2 separate regions of the Gossypium hirsutum genome follow, and region 1 is linked to region 2. A link is a contact called in public Hi-C data. All regions are on one chromosome and are shown on one strand. Each heading gives the region's core, a stretch centred on a gene start, on an enhancer-like site or on the middle of the called end of the contact. The rest is flanking DNA. Distances are from core to core; before and after follow the strand shown. Region 1 holds the start of LOC107948922 (L-type lectin-domain containing receptor kinase S.4). Region 2 holds the start of LOC107948911 (expansin-A6).

Region 1 (3,907 bases), core at 717-3,216, 600 kb before region 2:
AAAGCCAAATAATAGGGCAGTTTCTGGAATTATAGTAAGAAATAACAACGGTTTTGTAATCGGTTCATGCACCTACTCGATTGAGAACATACGAGATGCAACAATAGTAGAAACCTATGCACGCCTTCACGAAGTAGCCTTCGCAGAAAACCTAGGGTTTCAATACATCATTTTAGAAGGAGATTCACTGAATGTCGTAAAAAAGCTTCAAAAAAATGATGATTATATTGATCGGTCAGTTATCGGAGGAATTATTGATGAAATTAGAAACAAAGCAAGAAAATTTAGAAGTCTTATGTATCGACACATACCTCAGGAAGCAAATGAAGCAGCACATGTGATCGTAATGTGGGGAAAAGGAAGGGATTTGCCGACCTTTTGGGTGGAAAAAAACTCCGAGGGAGGACGATCCATTCATTCAGAAGGATCAAAGGGGTATGGAATGAGGGCACAAAAACACAAAAAAGAACACTGGTTTCTTATTTATGAGAACTATAGTCACCAAAATCGCAAAACTAAAAAAAAAAAAAAAGAGACAAAGGAACAAAGAAAGGAAAAAGGAGGATACAGAGTCGATGACAGTTTTAAGGGTCTGAGTCCGAAGAAGAAAGAACAAGGCCTCCGATGAGCTCAGTTAATAGAAGGAACTGTGGGAAGAAAATTGTTTTAGCACAAAATCTTGTGGGTTCCAAGTTCTCAAGCAAAAGAAACTCTTCAACAGATGTAGTTAAAAATGAGAAGGGAAGGGGAAAGGTTTTTTTGATTTTAGGATTTTTCTTGTTGCTTTTATTTATTAGGATTTGAATTGAGGAGCTTCAGTTCATGTGAGGTCTAGATGTTTGTTTAGGGAGTAGGATTAACTGCCCAAGGCACCACCCACAGGATGCAATGAATATAGGGACAGGTGGCGTGATTTAGGAAGCCTAAGGGCTGATTAAGAAAATGTTCTATTTTTCTTTGTTTTGACTCAAATTTCTCTAATTAATGCATAATGGAAGCTTAATGTTTCAAAAAAAATTTAAATTTAATAGAATTAACACTTATTATTTAAAAATATTATTTTTGTTTAATAAAATTATATTTTGAAAGTTTTTTATGATTATAATGAAATATTTTGTATGGACCTGATTTATTTATGAATAATCATATCATTTTTTAAATAATAAATGTTAATTTCGTTTCAATTTATGGATTAAATTGATCTATTTAATAATAAATGAACTCATTTGATCAAATCTTTATAATAGAAGAATTTGATAAATACATTTATCATTATTATAAATATTAAATTAAACAATTAATTCAACGATGAATTATAAGATGAAGGCTGTGTTTAGCATTACTTTTTAAAATCACTTTTAATATAAAAACCACTTTTAAAGCAAAATAAATACTAAACAAATAACTTTTGAAGGAAATTTTTGACTTTTCAAAAGTACTCTTCCTAAAGTAGAAGTTAAAATTTTTAACTTTTCTATCTAAAAAGTACTTTTGACAGCTTAATTACGATCTCATTCATCAAGCATATGATACTTTCCTTTCTCTAGTTAATTGCTTAAAAAATATTTAAAATTTATTTTTTATATATTAAAATATTAACAACAAATTATAATAAATTATTTTTTATATTCTTATTAAAATATCATAATATTAACTAATTTAAACATTATTTAAATGCTTATTTATTACTTTATAATACACTATCTAAATAGACAATTTATTTCTAAAAACACATTTTAGCAATATTTATCAAAATCACTTATCATGAACACTTCTTAAAAATAATGCTAAAGTAAAGTAACATTACCGTTACATCCTTGTTATCCATTATAATTGTTTTAAGTTAAAGAGTAAAAAAGGATCATTTTGCCGGGAAAAACTCTTGTCCTCAGCCTGCCTGCTTTCTTGAATGCCTTGAGTTTGAATAAACAAAGCTTTAGTCCTCTGTTGGCTCTTGGCTGCATCAAGGAGAATATTTTATTTTTAATTTTCAACAGAAAAATACAATTTGAGAATGGAAGATTAGCAATAAACTTGAATCCCCTTCGAGTTTGTTTTAAATCAACTTCGGAAGTCAAATAAATTCCTTTCCAAGGTCTAAAAGGGTAACTGATGTGGGCTAATCCGGAAAAAAAGAAAAGGCACCCATAAATGAAACCCTCTTCTGCTCGGTGTGGTCTGTGCCAGAACCTGACCAAATTCCAGAACACGCGTCACCATCTGTTGCACTTCCTCTCTATCTATAGCTGTTGGCCCATATATGTGTTATACCCAAATTGGTGCCCAATGTTTCGAGCTTTCTGCTTGGAAACCCTTCACTGGCCCTTCTAATCTCTATCATTATCATGAGATCTCTTTCAAGTTTCCACTACTCTTTCAACAAAAACCACACCTAAAAGGTGCTCTCAATATTGTTTCTTCAAGGCTTAAATTAAAATTCCCATCTCTCTCACGTTTATTTTTTCAATTTCTCATCCTTTTTCTTTACCCTGATTCCATCTCTCGTTTGCCCTTAACATGGCTTATTTCCTCCTACTTTTCTTTCTCTTTATCTCAGCTGCTTCTTCACAGTCCACCGAGGTGTTCTTCCCTGGATTCAAAGGCTTAAACCCCAGCAACTTAACAGTAACAGGGATTGCACGGATTGATAAACATGGCATTCTCTGCTTAACAAATGACACCAGTCGTCTACAGGGTCATGCTTTTTACAACTCTCCATTTAGATTCAAGAAATCCAGCAATGGGCAAGCTTTTTCCTTTTCCACCTCTTTTGCTTTCGTTATAGTTCCTGAGTATTTAAAGCTAGGTGGGCATGGCCTTGCTTTCACAATCGCCACTTCTAGAGATCTGAAAGCACTTCCAAGTCAGTATCTAGGAATCCTTAACGCAACTGATAATGGGAACCTCACAAACCATCTGGTTGCAGTAGAGTTCGACACGGTGCAGGATTTTGAGTTCCAGGACATCAATGACAACCATATTGGCATCGACATCAACAGCATGGTGTCAAATGCTTCGGCTCCTGCCGCTTACTTCACCGATGTTTCCACGAAGCAAAATCTTACTCTCAAAAGTGGAAACCCTATCCAAGTTTGGATCGATTATGATTCAGTTGAAAACGTCTTCAATGTAACCATCGCACCGAATTCGACAAGACCCAGATTGCCGATCTTGTCGTATCATGTAGATCTTTCACCGTTTCTTCAAGAGTTTATGTACGTTGGTTTCTCAGCTTCAACAGGGTTACTTGCTAGCTCGCATTATGTTTTAGGTTGGAGCTTTAAAATCAATGGACAAGCTCAGGCTCTCGATCTATCTTCTCTGCGTTCGCTCCCCGGACCACTAAAAAAGCATACAGCTTTAACAGTTGGTGTCTCTGTTTCCTGTGTCATTCTTGTCATAATTGCTGTCTCCATTGTCATTTATATCATTATCAAAATTAAAAACGCTGATGTGATTGAAGATTGGGAGCTGGAGATTGGACCACAAAGATATTCTTATGGAGAACTCAAGAAAGCAACCAATGGTTTCAGTGACAAAAACTTACTTGGTCAAGGTGGATTTGGCAGAGTTTACAAAGGAACGCTTCGAAATTCAAAGACTGAAGTTGCTGTGAAGCGAGTTTCTCATGAATCGAAGCAGGGTTTGCGTGAATTCGTATCAGAAATTGCTAGTATTGGAAGGCTTCGCCACAGGAACTTGGTTCAGTTACTGGGATGGTGCAGGAGAAGAGGTGATCTTCTTCTTGTTTATGATTTCATGGCTAATGGCAGCTTAGATCAGTTTTTGTTTGATGAGCCTAAAATAATCTTGAATTGGGAGCAAAGATTCAGTATTATCAAAGGTGTTGCTTCGGGTCTTATTTATTTACACGAAGGCTATGAACAAATTGTGATTCATAGAGATG
Region 2 (3,953 bases), core at 1,152-3,651:
GCATTAACAAATGCTAAATGTTGTTCATTTATGGATTATAAAATGTTTTATAATAACATTTAATTTATTTTTGTGTTATTATAAATGCACAATTTTGAATAAGGTCATGTAAGTATTTAATTTTAATAGAATAATGTTAAAATGATATTAACGTTTGGTTGACTGAATTTTACATTGCGACTCATAATGTTACATTTTGAAATGAGATTGTAGTGTTTGGATTCTCAACATTCCGTCCATCCTGTACTCTCACATTTTGGTGTTTCATGTTAAACTAATAACTTGAATTTATTTCTTTTATGAAATTATTAAATTAACTAGATTTTTTTATATGGTCCTATTTTTTGAAAATAAAATCCTCTATCTTTTCTTATCTTACAAAAAAATTCTAAAAATAAGTACTAATAACTTATATTATCAAACAAAATCTAAATTGCCACAAAAATTAACAAATTAAAAAAGAGAGGCACATTGTTTAAAAAAAAAAGCACAATCTTTTTATACTTGTTGGGAAGTCATTAAATTGAACATAAAACTTGGATGCTAATGACCTCACTTTTCATATTAAAAGCAAGCCAAGTTCTTTAGAGCATTGTTAAATTGGGTTCATATAAAAAAAATCAAGGTGTAATGCAAACAAATTTCTTAAGTTATTATAATTTTATAAAAAATTTAAGGCTAAAAAATGTTAAGCTTATAAAAATAAAAATTTTATAATAGGGACAAATTAGTAAAATTTATTTTTAGGTAATTTTATATTTTATTAACCAAACACATGGATCTTATGTTTCAATTAAATAAACTAAATAAGATAATCTTATATTGCACACATAATCTTACATTCTTGTAATTTTATTATTAAACGTAATCTAGGATTTGATGAACCAAACGCACCCTTATTATTTATTCTAATATAATTTTTAATATTTATTGAGCATTATGTATATTTATTTAAAATTAAAATATAATTTTTAATATTTATTAGTTAAATATTTAAATATAATTAAAAAATTCAATTAATTAATCAGTCATAAAATTAACCTTTTATAAATAACAGAGAAAAAACAAGACAATTTTGTTTCATAATTAAGTGAAAATATATACTGATTAATGTAAATAATATTATTAAGTCATTTTTGAATTAAGAATAACTATAAAATTGAAAGGGCTAGATTAGTAAATAAAAGAAAGTAGAAAGCCTTATAAAAATAAATAATACGAAGGGGTTTATGCTGCAAATAACCCCTCTGTTTATCTTCTAGTGCCAATTTTCAATACTTTAATATATATTAGTTTGCATATATTTCAAATAATTCAGTAATTTCTTATAAATTTTGTGAATGTTGATGAATCAATTAAATGTTTTATAATATTGGAAATTGAAAGTTTAGAATTCAATTGGTAGCATCTTTAAAGTCCCACCTACTTTATTTGTGAAATTGTATTATCAATATAGTAATAGAAAATGTTTAATTATGTGGTTCATTACTTACTTTCCAATGCATATTTGTTGTGACAATATGGGAGGAATTACTTTCCTTCAATAAAATGAAGTAAATGGATAGGAATAGCCACCGGAGTAGGGCGACGACGGCTAAGTCAAGTGAAGAGGAAACAATAAACTACTTTACTTACCCACGTAGAAATCTAAAAATTATTAGATTTTCATTACCCATTTAACAGTAGACTACAAAATCAAATTTTGAAAAAAATTTAATGATTAAATTGAGAATTTTTATAGTTGTGTGAACAAAAAAGAATCACCTACATAATTAGGTATTAGTTTAACTTTTTTTTTTGTTTAATTTATGATTTCACACTTGTACTATCTCCATTCTCCTAATATGTCTCTGAACTTGTTAGGACTGATTTACTTTTTGTTCAAACACCTATTTAAACATCTCTTCAAACAACACCTTTGAGACACCTATCCGAGATATTGACTTTTTTACTTGAGCCTTCACCGCTATTTTCTCCATAAGCAAATGAGTGTTGCATTTCAATGTTTCAATCTGAATAATTAAACCTTATTTTAAAGATTCTTCTAAAAAGAACTGATTTATGTGTGAAATCAAAAAGCTTAAACTTTCTAGTACCATCTTACGTGAAGGATGCATGTGCAAGCATTCCAATTATGGTAATTAGGTCTTCAATTTTTGCACCACTCTTTGACTAAAACAAAATTAAGAACTGCCCATGTGTGAGCCACATGGCCTTCAAATTTCGGAGTCTTAGGAACAAAACCAAACATGTCTTAAATAGTAATAATAAAAGTTGTGAGGTTTGAATTTTAATTGCAGAAAAATGGGGTTAATGAGAAATGGACTGCATTCATTTATTGTGGGCCCCCACTCTTCACTCTTCCGGTTCCTCAATAAGTACCCCCCCAACTTTCTTCCCGCTTTCCATTCGCCCCAAAGTTAACGAATCACCCTTTCTTTCTTTTACCTCATAATTTCCTCTTTAAATAAAACAATGGCTGTTGACGCTTCTTCTTCTTCCTTGACACTGCTATGCTTTGCTTCATTGATGTGCCTTTTTGGCATGGTGAATGCAAGAATCCCTGGAGTTTACACTGGTGGCTCTTGGGAATCTGCCCATGCTACTTTTTATGGTGGCAGTGATGCTTCTGGAACTATGGGTATTTCTTTCTTTCTATTAATCTTATAACATTTAATATTTTGTTTTACTTCTAGTGCAAAGCGGTAAAAAAATAACCCATTTTGTTAACATGCATTTTCCAACAAAATCTCTGTTTCGTCTTCTTTTTTTTTATTTTATTGCATTGCATTATTTTCTTCATGTCCATTAAAATGCCTTCAATTGTTTCCCTTTTTTGTTTGTTAAGGCGGTGCATGTGGGTATGGGAATCTGTACAGCCAAGGGTATGGCGTGAACACTGCAGCATTAAGCACAGCCATTTTCAACAATGGGCTAAGCTGCGGAGCTTGCTTTGAGATCAAGTGCACGGATGACCCAAGATGGTGCCACCCAGGCAACCCTTCCATTTTTATTACTGCTACTAACTTTTGCCCTCCTAACTATGCTCTCCCAAGTGATAATGGCGGCTGGTGTAACCCTCCTCGCCCTCACTTTGACCTTGCCATGCCTATGTTCCTTAAGATCGCCGAGTACCGTGCTGGTATTGTCCCCGTTTCCTTCCGCAGGTCAGTCTCCCTCATTACTCTTCCATTTATTAGTATTTTTACGAAGAGAAGGGTGGTGAAATGTGTATACATTTAGGAACCAAACACAGTATTGTTTTTAATTAAAATAACTTTTTACGTACTTCCTTGGGAAAGGCAAAAGGAGGGCCTCAAAAGAATCGCCCTTTATGACCTCATTATCTCGGGGTCTGTTGAGATTTTGAGAATCAATCCAGAATTTAATATCCTTTACCCACACTTAGATCCAACGGTTTTCCTGTGACGCCTGGAATGACCCAAACACCCCTCCTCTCTCGATTCCCAATGATTACCAGGGCAGTACTGTAAATTTGGGGATCACCAAGATTTTCCGCCCATTCAGACATCCTCCTTAAACGACAAAATTGACGACATACCATCATTAATGCAGGAAAAAAGGGCTTTCAATTTATGTAATTTCCACAAACACCCTTCTTATTAAATTATTGATTGATTGACAGAGTGCCATGCCGAAAGCAAGGTGGAATTAGATTCACTATCAACGGATTCCGTTATTTCAACTTGGTTTTGGTCACCAACGTGGCGGGTGCGGGGGATATTGTGAAGGTGAGCGTGAAAGGAACCAACACCGGTTGGTTGAGCATGAGCCGTAACTGGGGTCAGAACTGGCAGTCCAACGCCGTTTTGGTAGGCCAACAACTCTCGTTTAGAGTGACGGGCAGTGATAGAAGAACCTCCACCTCCTGGAACGTGGCACCAGCTAATTGGCAGTTCGGACAAACCTTCACCGCAAAGAATTTCCGTGTT

The links. Hi-C and Micro-C count contacts between places; a contact is called where the count stands out from the background.
Region 1: a Hi-C map of leaf shows a contact between it and region 2, with 1.6 times the contacts expected there. The contact joins the promoter of LOC107948922 here to the promoter of LOC107948911 in region 2. A contact is called at or near these places in 2 of 34 Hi-C or Micro-C datasets (both in leaf).

Annotation. Positions count from the first base shown.
Region 1 is chrA04:73,776,251-73,780,157 of Gossypium_hirsutum_v2.1, reverse strand. It overlaps LOC107948922 (L-type lectin-domain containing receptor kinase S.4), which reads left to right and starts at 1,966. Exons shown (of 1, transcript XM_016883585.2): 1 at 1,966-3,907. The coding sequence starts at 2,518.
Region 2 is chrA04:73,175,498-73,179,450 of Gossypium_hirsutum_v2.1, reverse strand. It overlaps LOC107948911 (expansin-A6), which reads left to right and starts at 2,401. Exons shown (of 3, transcript XM_016883572.2): 1 at 2,401-2,641; 2 at 2,849-3,167; 3 at 3,647-3,953. The coding sequence starts at 2,476.